Linked DNA regions of Sus scrofa: region 1 is linked to region 2. A link is a contact called in public Hi-C data. All regions are on one chromosome and are shown on one strand. The core of a region is the stretch at or near the end of the contact, and the rest is flanking DNA. Distances in the headings are between cores, read along the strand shown. Region 1 overlaps PTPRR (receptor-type tyrosine-protein phosphatase R). Region 2 overlaps PTPRR (receptor-type tyrosine-protein phosphatase R).

Region 1 (4,496 bases), core at 972-3,471, 47 kb after region 2:
TGGAGTTGAGAAATACACAAATGAGTCTACTTACTGAAAGATTCTTAACAAGGGATGACAAGGTGTAGGGTCATCAGATTTAGCGAATAAAAAACACTGGTCCCCTAGTTAGACTTGAAAAATAGCTTTAACTGCCACTTTTTTAGAATTTAATGGAAAGAACGGCATACGGGACATTTAGGGTGTCCTGACAAAGTCAATACAGGATGCCAGGGCAAAATCATTAAATACAGGACATGTCCCATATACAGAGAAAGCCTGCCAACACTACCAGGGTGGAACATAATTGACCTAATTTCAATTCTTCCATGCATCTGTGCATCTCTTCTGTGTATGTCAGAGATTTGTAGACGTGAGAAGGGAAATAAGAAGTAAGTACCCAGAGATTTTTACGACTGACTAGAAATGAACTGCTTCTTATTTTTATTATAATGTTTTTTCATTGATTCCAAAGGGAAAAAATAGTATTTGCTTTTACTGTGTACCAAACAATTATAATATAAAATCTGATAGCAGTAATATAAAACTTATACCTTAATATAAAACTAATAACCTAATAATATAAAATTGATTTTCCTATAATAGTGCTTCCTGATTTCTGGCATGCATAGGGATCCACGTTAAGGAATGAAAAATAAAAATACTTCTTTTTAGAGTATTTAGAAAGTCTTTTAAGTGATCTGATTCAGGATGAAATGAGTTTTAGAATATCTGTAACTATGATTTGAATATTACACTATTTGTAGTATTTGGAATTATCTCTTGACTGTGGGAAACTTGGTCAGTGCTATATATAAACCTTAACACTGGGAGTTCTATATCTAAAAAGGTTAAATAAAACCTTCAAACTTCATAGTCCACTGCTTTATGTACAAACATACTCCCTTTTCATGTCTTACCATTCTGGGTTGAACATTCGATAAAATATTTTGAAAAGTTGGATGTTACATTAATCGTATTTCATGTGAAGAAAATTTATTCACTCTAAAGAGTCTTCAGCAATTTAGAGTTTGAATTTGAATTTTACAGATAAGGTGAAATAATTATAAAAGATTAACAATGCAATTATAACGGAGAAATAGAACACATTTTTGTAGATTGAAACACTGATAGCAGCTTGCATTTGTTTGAAATATTGTATAAAAACAATCTGAAGTCCTTTGAACTGTTTAAAATCTTAATTTGCCTGAATTATCAATGCATGCCTTTCCCACCAATAATTCCCCATGTCAGCCGAGGACGGAGAACCGAGAAGGAGATAAAAACGGAGCACTTAAGACAATCTGTTCCTGGAGTTCAGGTCCACACCTAACAAATTCCAAAAGTTATTCAGACCTCAGCAAGTCAAAATACACTACGGAAACCGTTTGTGACAAGAACTCTTGGGCTAAGCTTTAAGTAATCAGTATCTGGTTGGGACAGGAATCACCCAGTATCCTGTGGAGGAAAACAGCTGACACGAGGGCCATTTCAGCTTTCCCTCTTATAATCATGCTTTCTAATGTACTGCCAATTCACTCCTGGACTGTCCTCGATAAGGCCTGTAGCATTACGGGAATCCAGGGTTCACGAAGGCGAAATTCGCAAGGCTCCCCACCCCCCACCTTTTCCTGCGGATCATTTCCACAGCGAAACGGTGCGTTGGCACAGATATCCCTTTTAAATGCAAATTCTGAGGAGTCTTATAAAACCGCCTGATTAAACTGCATTATTAGGGGTTTTTGTTTTGTTTTGTTTTGTTTGTTTGTTTGGCTATTTAAGAGCCACACCCGTGGCATGTGGAGTAGGAGCTACAGCGGGCGGCCTGCACCACAGTCACAGCAACGCGCGATCCGAGACGTCTGTGACCTACACCACAGCTCACGGCAATGCGGCATCCTTAACCCACTAAGGGAGGCCAGGGATGGAACCCGCATCCTCATGGATTCTAGTCGGGATCCTTAACCCCTGAGCCACGAAGGGAACTCCTGCATTATTGTTTTTGTTAGGGTGGGGAGCAAGAGAGCAACACCGCTTTTCTTTTTTTTAAAGTGAAAACTGCAAAGGCGTAAGCACATAAATTGCATTGCTTCCATAAACCATAAATCTTTATCAGGGCTAACAAAGAAGAAATAAAAACCTTCTGATTAATATCAGACGAAAATCTTCTAAAGGTCATGGACACTGCAGCTGGGAAACCCCGCTGAATGCATTTGCTATGTGAACCAATGCAGCAGCCAGCATCGGTGCAGGGACTGCCTGCTATAGGTAATGAGGTACCTCAGGAAAGGAAGGATTCTGGGACTCCCTTGACAGCTTTAGGATCATTACATGGCTCTTTCCTTGTTGATTTGACTTGGCTCTAAATCTTAAAAGGGCAACATATATCTCAAGAAGGATTTTTGAGGACAGAGAAACGAATTGCTTAAATGTCCTTTGAACAAAAGCAAGAGCCCAATTTGCTACCGATCCTGAATTTTCTTCAGTTTGTTTGTAGCATACAGGTGCCACCTAGGGGTGGAAAGCGGCATCACCGGCTCTTCTCCAAGTGGGATGGTTTATGAGGGTTAGGCGAAACAAACGCGTTTATTTTAGAATGCTTCTATTTTTCCACTGACAAAATTGAATAGGGTCCAATCATGAAAAAAGAAAAGGCCCAAACAGAAGACTGGGCATCAGATGAGGCAGGAAATAGGAATGAGCATGAGCTTGGTGGTAGCAGACCTGGGCTCAATCCTGTCTCTGGAGCTTGTGGGCTCTATGACATTTACTTAAGTGTCTGTGTCTCAGTTTCACATTGTTAAAGTTGAGATTATAAAATATACCTCCCTGAGAAGGTTATGAGGAGGAAATAATATTACATAGTTGATATGCCTCTTGTACAGTACCTGGCACATAATAGCTGCTCAACAAATCTTAAGTGCTGGCAGAGTCATATTCAGGCTTTTCTAGTTTTGGGGTCATTTTTCTTATTAGTATTAATACTACACCATGAAATGTTATCTGTATTTAAATGTGCCCAATAAATGATCTTGTTTCCCCCACCCCCTTGTCCTTGAATCAACTATATATATATATATATATATATATAATTTTTTTTTCTATCTGGGTTCAGATTAAAGCTGAGATTGAGTTCTTCACTGGATAGAGTTTGCCTATGCAGAGAGTCACTCCCTTACAGCAGTGATTTCTATTCTAAGCAAGCCAAGAGAGGATTAGTTACTTAACGTGCATGTGTTATATAAACAAGATCATCCAGAGAAGTGCACTTGCCACAAGTCCCTGAAAGAAATGCATTTGCAGATATTTACCCATTGTAATCTCTCTTGCTTGGATGCCTTGCAAAAGCTCTTACACACACACTACTGCCAAATGTCGTAAAACTCTTAGCTTAGTAGGTTAGAAATGATGCTAAAGGACCAAGGGAACAGTTTTGATTACAGTCAGAGTCAGTCAGCACTGCTCATAGTAACACAGCTGCCCAGGAGTGGATACGCCTCTCTCCTGGGCTAGCACCTGATAAGGGGCACCCACCACTACTGTGGGCAGCCACCCCCCTCGGGCACACTCCTTCCCACTGTTGATGGGGCTGCAGGTGGAAAGAAAAGCAGACACACAACAGACTGTTCCTGTTCAAACAGCCTGTCATATGTATCAAAAAGGTATCAAAAGGGGAAGGAATAAGAAAGGCAGGGGAGAGAATAGTAAATGCTTTTCAAATACATCTTAGGTTTGCTTCAGGATTCAACATGGGGTCGCTCAGATTTCATAGAGGGCCTCGGCAAGTGTTTAAAAACTCTTATTTAACATCTTGGGTTTTCTTCCTACTTGGCTATCGTTAAAACCTGGATGACGGCTCTGCAGAATGGTTAGGATTCAAAACATGCACAAATGCTTCTAGCTTTTCATTTTTATTTTACAGACCTAGGCTCTCTATGGAAGATACCTGAGTGAAAAAGGAAACTACATGGATCAACATTACCCCTACTAACACATTTAGGAAAGAAATGTTTGGGAAGCACATTGGAAGATATTGGAGTCCGACAGGGTTTATTAGCAAGGGCAGCACACTCTAAGCAAGCGTCAATTCTGTGGCGACCCTACGGCCTGAGTCAACCCCAGTTTTAAATGTACCCAATTTTGGGTGTGGAACGTATTATGAAAGAACAAACTAGCAGAGTTTGTTCTCAAAATAAAGGGGGCATGGATGACTTTCTACCCTTTGGGAAACTTGTCCTGGTTATGGACCCACCACGGACACTTCCTCTCCCACCCACTTCTTTCCTGCTTTCTTCCCACCACAACCGGGGTACTTTTAGGTCTCGCACAGAGGACTTGCAAATGCCTTGGGTGAATAAGAATGCTTTTCCTGTGTAAGAACACAAGACATTTTAGGAACAGGAAAAGCCTATCCGGTCCGACAATACCTGCCCTTTTTAGGTTTATCTTAATCTCACCTTCCTGCATTTTTACCTTCCTTCGTCTTCTTATACAGAAAAAAAAAAAAAGGCATTTCT
Region 2 (4,864 bases), core at 1,691-4,190:
TGCTAGGTTCATCTTTCTAAAACAGGGACCTGTTCATATTACGCTTTACTCAAAAACTGTAGACCGTTCCCAAGAGTCATCACACAGGGTCTAAGCGCCACACCTTGGCATCCAGACCCTTACGTAATATGAATGTGACCAACTTCCAAGCTTTATGTCTTTTTGCTCTCTACCTTGTATCCCTTATGCCATTGTTTTCATTTGCACCATTGCAAAAAATCTCTTTTATTTTCCAGGTTTCCTTTTTTGTGTTAATAATCTATCTTCAGTCAAAAATGTCCTCCCCATCACCTTTTCAAACTGTAAACATTGGTTCTTTTCTCAAGATCTTGTTCAGTGTCATTCCAATTTCTAGAGGCTTTCTTCAGTCTTCGTGGTTCAAATGAATGGTACCCCTCTTGGCGCTCAAATAGCACTTATTTCTGCTAGTTGGCACTTGTTTCCTGTTGAATGTGAGTGCAGAAGAATTCAGAGGAGGGGTGAGTTCCTTTGTGTTGAAGTGTCTATAGTGAGAGAATTTAGTGCCTTTAGTGAGAGTTTGTTTCACAAAACAGATGGGACTTGAACTATAGCCCATGAGTGGCAGGCATTTTGGTTACCATGAATGAGAGAGATTGTTCCATGTATGCAGAAGGGTATAAGGAAAGAACTGCTGGAGAACAGAAAAAATGAGGTGTGACAGTGAGTACACTAGGTTGGCTTGAAGAGAAAGTTACGTTAGAGGAATAGTGGGATATAAGACTGGGAAGGGGTGTTCCTGTTGTGGCTCAGTGGATATGTCTGTGAGGATATGGGTTTGATCCCTGGCTTCACTCAGTGGGTTAAAGATCTGGCTTTGCTGTGTTGTAGATCACAAATGTGTCACTGTGGCGTAGGCCTGCAGCTGTCGCTCTGATCTGACCCCTAGCTTGGAAACTTCCCCATGCTGCAGGCGTGACTCTAAAAAGAAAACAACAACAACAACAAAAAACAAACAAACAAAACAATTGGGAAGGTACAGTGGGGCCTATAGCTAAGGGGTTTGGCCTTCATCCTCTAAAAGAATGGAGCTTTTTTATTTTTTGAGAATTTTTTTTTTTTTTTGCTTTTTAGGTCTGCACCCCTGGCATATGGAGGTTCCCAGACTGTGGGTCGAACTGGAGATGCAGCTGCTGGCCTACGCCACAGCCACAGCAACATGGGACCGAGCTGTGTCTGTGACCTACGCCACAGCTCCCGGCAAAGCTGGGTCCTTAATCCACTGAGCGAGGCCAGGGATTGAACCTGCATCCTCATGGATCCTAGTCAGGTTCATTTAACCCCTGAGCCACGAAGGGAATTCCTATTTTTTGAGCATTTGATGGAAACAATGAGTTTTCACTCACCAGGAAACTCACCTAATTTAATGGACCCAAATCTGTTCAAGTCATTTCTAGGAGGTCACTGGCCCTGTAGCTAGTCCACAGATCCAAGGTTAAGAATTTCTGCTCTAGGCAATGGGAAGCCTTTGAGAAGTTTTGAGCAGAGAGTGCAGGTGATGAAAGAGGGTTTTAGGAACATCATCTAAGAGGAGTGCACAGAGTAGGCCATAGTGGAGGTGGAGGTGGGGAAGCAGGGTGTGTATGTGCAATTAGCCGACTACTTCTAAAATACATGGATGAGGTCATAAGGGCCTGAACTTGGGTGGTGGGGCAGGAAGTGAGGATTATGGGAGAAGCTTTGAAGGGAAAGCCAATCTGGTGACTGATTAGATACCGACTCTGGAGTTGAGAGAAGGGCCAAAGATAACTGAATGCCTGGAAAAAAAGATGGTCTCATTCTTAGAAATAGCAATCAGAAGGGGAGCTGGTTTTATGGGGGAAATGGTTAGTTCATTTTAGATATCCTGACTGTTTTATGATTTGGGGTGGGGGACAGTTTTAGCCCTAAAGTATGGCCAATTAAGTATTTTTCTTCAGCCCCAAGCTAAGTGTAGGGTAAGGCCTAACGTTCAAAACTAGATAATGACACCTTGGAGAGAGACATAGAATAAATTTTACTCTTAAATCATAAAGGTTCAAAAGAAAGCTAAAATTGTAATATAAAATAATGACTTTTTTATTAAAAATATCATCCAAAGCTATCTTACAAGACTTAGGAAGTTAAGTAAAATAACAAACAATTTTGAGAAAGTATGGAAAATTAATGTCCAGTTGTAGAAATAACTTTAAAATATGTGCTTTAGGTTGGGCACACTAACAGGAAAACAAGGAAGAGGTGTACGTTACAGGGGACACCTTAAGCTAGACATTAGGGAAGGGAGCCACCACGGACATCTGTCACTTTTGTCAGCCAGTACCCTGCGTTCCAGTACTAGCACTTTGTTTTCCTCTTGGCGAATTACCAGTTGCCCACTTCCCAGTTCATAAATTTATTTCCATCTGTTTTTCATGAGGTAACTTTGAGACTAGTTGTCTGGTTTTCACCAAATTTGACCTAATAATAAATGCTATCAGGACACAATCTGAGAAAAGTTCAGGTGCATCTTGAAACAACAAAAAAGCTATTGATAATTTCAAAAAAACATGTATCATTCCTATCACGTATGAGACGAATGAGGTGAAATGAATCAAGCTATGTGTCAAGGCAGAGAACTGAAAGAACAAGGTCTCCTGTTTCCTGAGCTGTTAATTAGAAGTGATATGTGCTCCCCTGTGGGATTGTTTGCTGAAAATACACTGTTAACGTCACTTCATTTCTGTTAAGTATCATCCTGGTCAAGAGTCAAATATCAGGAAGTTAACCAGTTTTGAGACAGACTTATCAGCCAAGTCAGAATCAGGAAGCGAAATCCAACTTCCACCTGCTCTAGGACTTTACAAAGGATGGACAGCTGCTCAGGCAGAAAGGACAGTTCATCGCTTACCTGCAGTGGACAATCACAGGCCCTCGGCCCGCGGAGGCGAGTCTGTCTTCTTCCACATCCAGCATGAGCTGTAGAAGGGGCTGGGCACTGTCCGGAGTCTTGTGATCCGGCCATGAAGTGTACCAGTAATGCTTCACATGTTGGGTGTGACTTCCTTGCTGAAAATAGCAACAGCCACCAAAGGCTTCATTACATGTAGAACTACAAGTCATCCAAACCACAAGACTGAATCGCCTCCTATCACGCCCATCTTGCTGGCAACTTATTTCTAGGTGGAAAAGAATCTAGGGGATTTTTGCAGAAGACTCTTTCACCCTGAGAACATTTTACGCCGATGTCAAAGTCTGACAGTCTTGCTTCTATTAAATGAGAAATACCTATTTGGTATAGAAAATGTATGTAACATATATGCTCAATATATGTTTGTCATTTGTTAGAATAAACATAATGGTAGATGAAAATAGAGTCAAGAAAGAATTGGGATACAGTGTTTCCTGCTCTTTGAATATTCCTGACAGGTGATTATAAACATATTAACCAATATAAGAACACTTAATTTTATGTTCAATCATGATAATAATTCTACACGCATCCCAAATTCCAGTTTTCAACAGTGGTGAGGAATCCCTAGAGTAAAGGAGGGACAAGGGATCACCAGATTAGACATGGCTCGGAGGAGTTCCCATCATGGTGCAGTGAAAACGAATCTGACTAGTAACCATGAGGTTGCGGGTTCGATCCCTGGCCTCGCTCAGTCGGCTAAGGATCTGGCATTGCTGTGAGCAGACGAGGCTCAGATCCTGCCTTGCTGTGGCTGTGGCAAAGGCGAGTAGCTGTAGCTCCGATTCAACCCCTAGCCTGGGAACTTCCATATGCTGCAGGTGTGGCCCTAAAAGGCCCCCCCCCAAAAAAAAGAAAAGAAAAAGAAAAAAGAAATGGCTTTGAGTGGGCGTTCCATGCACATCCTCTCAAAACCCAGTGTCCAGTCAGGGTCCTGGCATGGACGAGGCGCTCAGCATTCGAGAACACGTGTTGAAGAACAGGTTTCTGCCAGTGCCTTTCTGCCCTGAACCTCCCATTAGAACCCGTCAGTGCAGCTCTGCCCTACTCTCTCTCTCTGCTGTGATTCTGTTCCACACTGATGCTGTCCTGAGATAGAACTGGAACCTTTTAGATGATTGCTCTCTAGAAGTGAAAACAATCCCATGGCAACGTCCCTCAGCATCTGCAGCCCGTAATTTAAGTCAGATAACTTTTCTATGACATAATCTGGTCCGGGAAAGTCCCTATAAATGACTGTAACTCCGAGTTTTGGAAGATCTCATCAACACTTCAGGCTCTTCTTGCCTCCCACAGCCACCCACCAGCGCAGATTTTCCCTTTCACAGTTTCCAGGACTTACTTAAATCTGCTCAGCCCAAAGTGACATTAAAAAAAAGTCATGATCGTGCCTCCAGCAGAAGCCTTTGGTTAAAGGTGCTCAACGGGTTAAATCAGAGATGTAATATTTATGCAAATTAGAAGATCGCACTCCTACGTAGTGAATTTCCTTAAAGTCTACTTATATTAATTTAATTATTCCACATACTAATAGTAGCTGACAACAAAGAAATACATAAGGGAGTGATTATAATTTCTCTTTGATCTTGACATTCTTTGATTCGTTTCAATGGAGTCTGAAATACTTATTAGGATAAAAAATTTACAAGTAGAGATGTAATCCTCTAACAGTTTGCTGTGTAGATGACCACAGCTGAGTAGTCTTACCTTTAAGACAAGATTTCGAACAGTATAGTTATCACATTCTTTGACGTTGATAACCAGAACCTCAACTTTCCCATATATTCCTCTTTTTTCTGGCCAGTAAAGCACACATTTCTGGAGGAGGGACAGAAGAACACAGCAAATATTCATGGTTTTCACTGGCTTTGAAGTATTTTTCATTCAGGCATCTCAAAAATGTCTATTTAATTAATTTAA

The links. Hi-C and Micro-C count contacts between places; a contact is called where the count stands out from the background.
Region 1: a contact with region 2 is called in a Hi-C map of skeletal muscle, with 4 times the contacts expected there. The contact joins two enhancer-like sites. A contact is called at or near these places in 11 of 47 Hi-C or Micro-C datasets (adipocytes, embryonic fibroblasts, heart right ventricle and 6 more) and 1 of 2 datasets of contacts at active chromatin or transcription factors (skeletal muscle).

What each region holds. Positions count from the first base shown.
Region 1 is chr5:34,862,865-34,867,360 of Sscrofa11.1, forward strand. All of the region lies in intron 6 of PTPRR (receptor-type tyrosine-protein phosphatase R), which reads right to left. Among named protein-coding and RNA genes, the nearest start is that of PTPRB, 70 kb to the left of the region's middle. Within about 2 kb of position 2,222, at least 7 of the 83 cell types and tissues checked have an H3K27ac peak or open chromatin away from gene starts, as enhancers often do. A contact at or near this core is called in retroperitoneal adipose tissue and skeletal muscle, where this site is marked.
Region 2 is chr5:34,815,176-34,820,039 of Sscrofa11.1, forward strand. It overlaps PTPRR (receptor-type tyrosine-protein phosphatase R), which reads right to left. Exons shown (of 16, transcript XM_021091990.1): 13 at 4,652-4,762; 14 at 2,885-3,042. Among named protein-coding and RNA genes, the nearest start is that of PTPRB, 23 kb to the left of the region's middle. Within about 2 kb of position 2,941, at least 13 of the 83 cell types and tissues checked have an H3K27ac peak or open chromatin away from gene starts, as enhancers often do. A contact at or near this core is called in retroperitoneal adipose tissue and skeletal muscle, where this site is marked.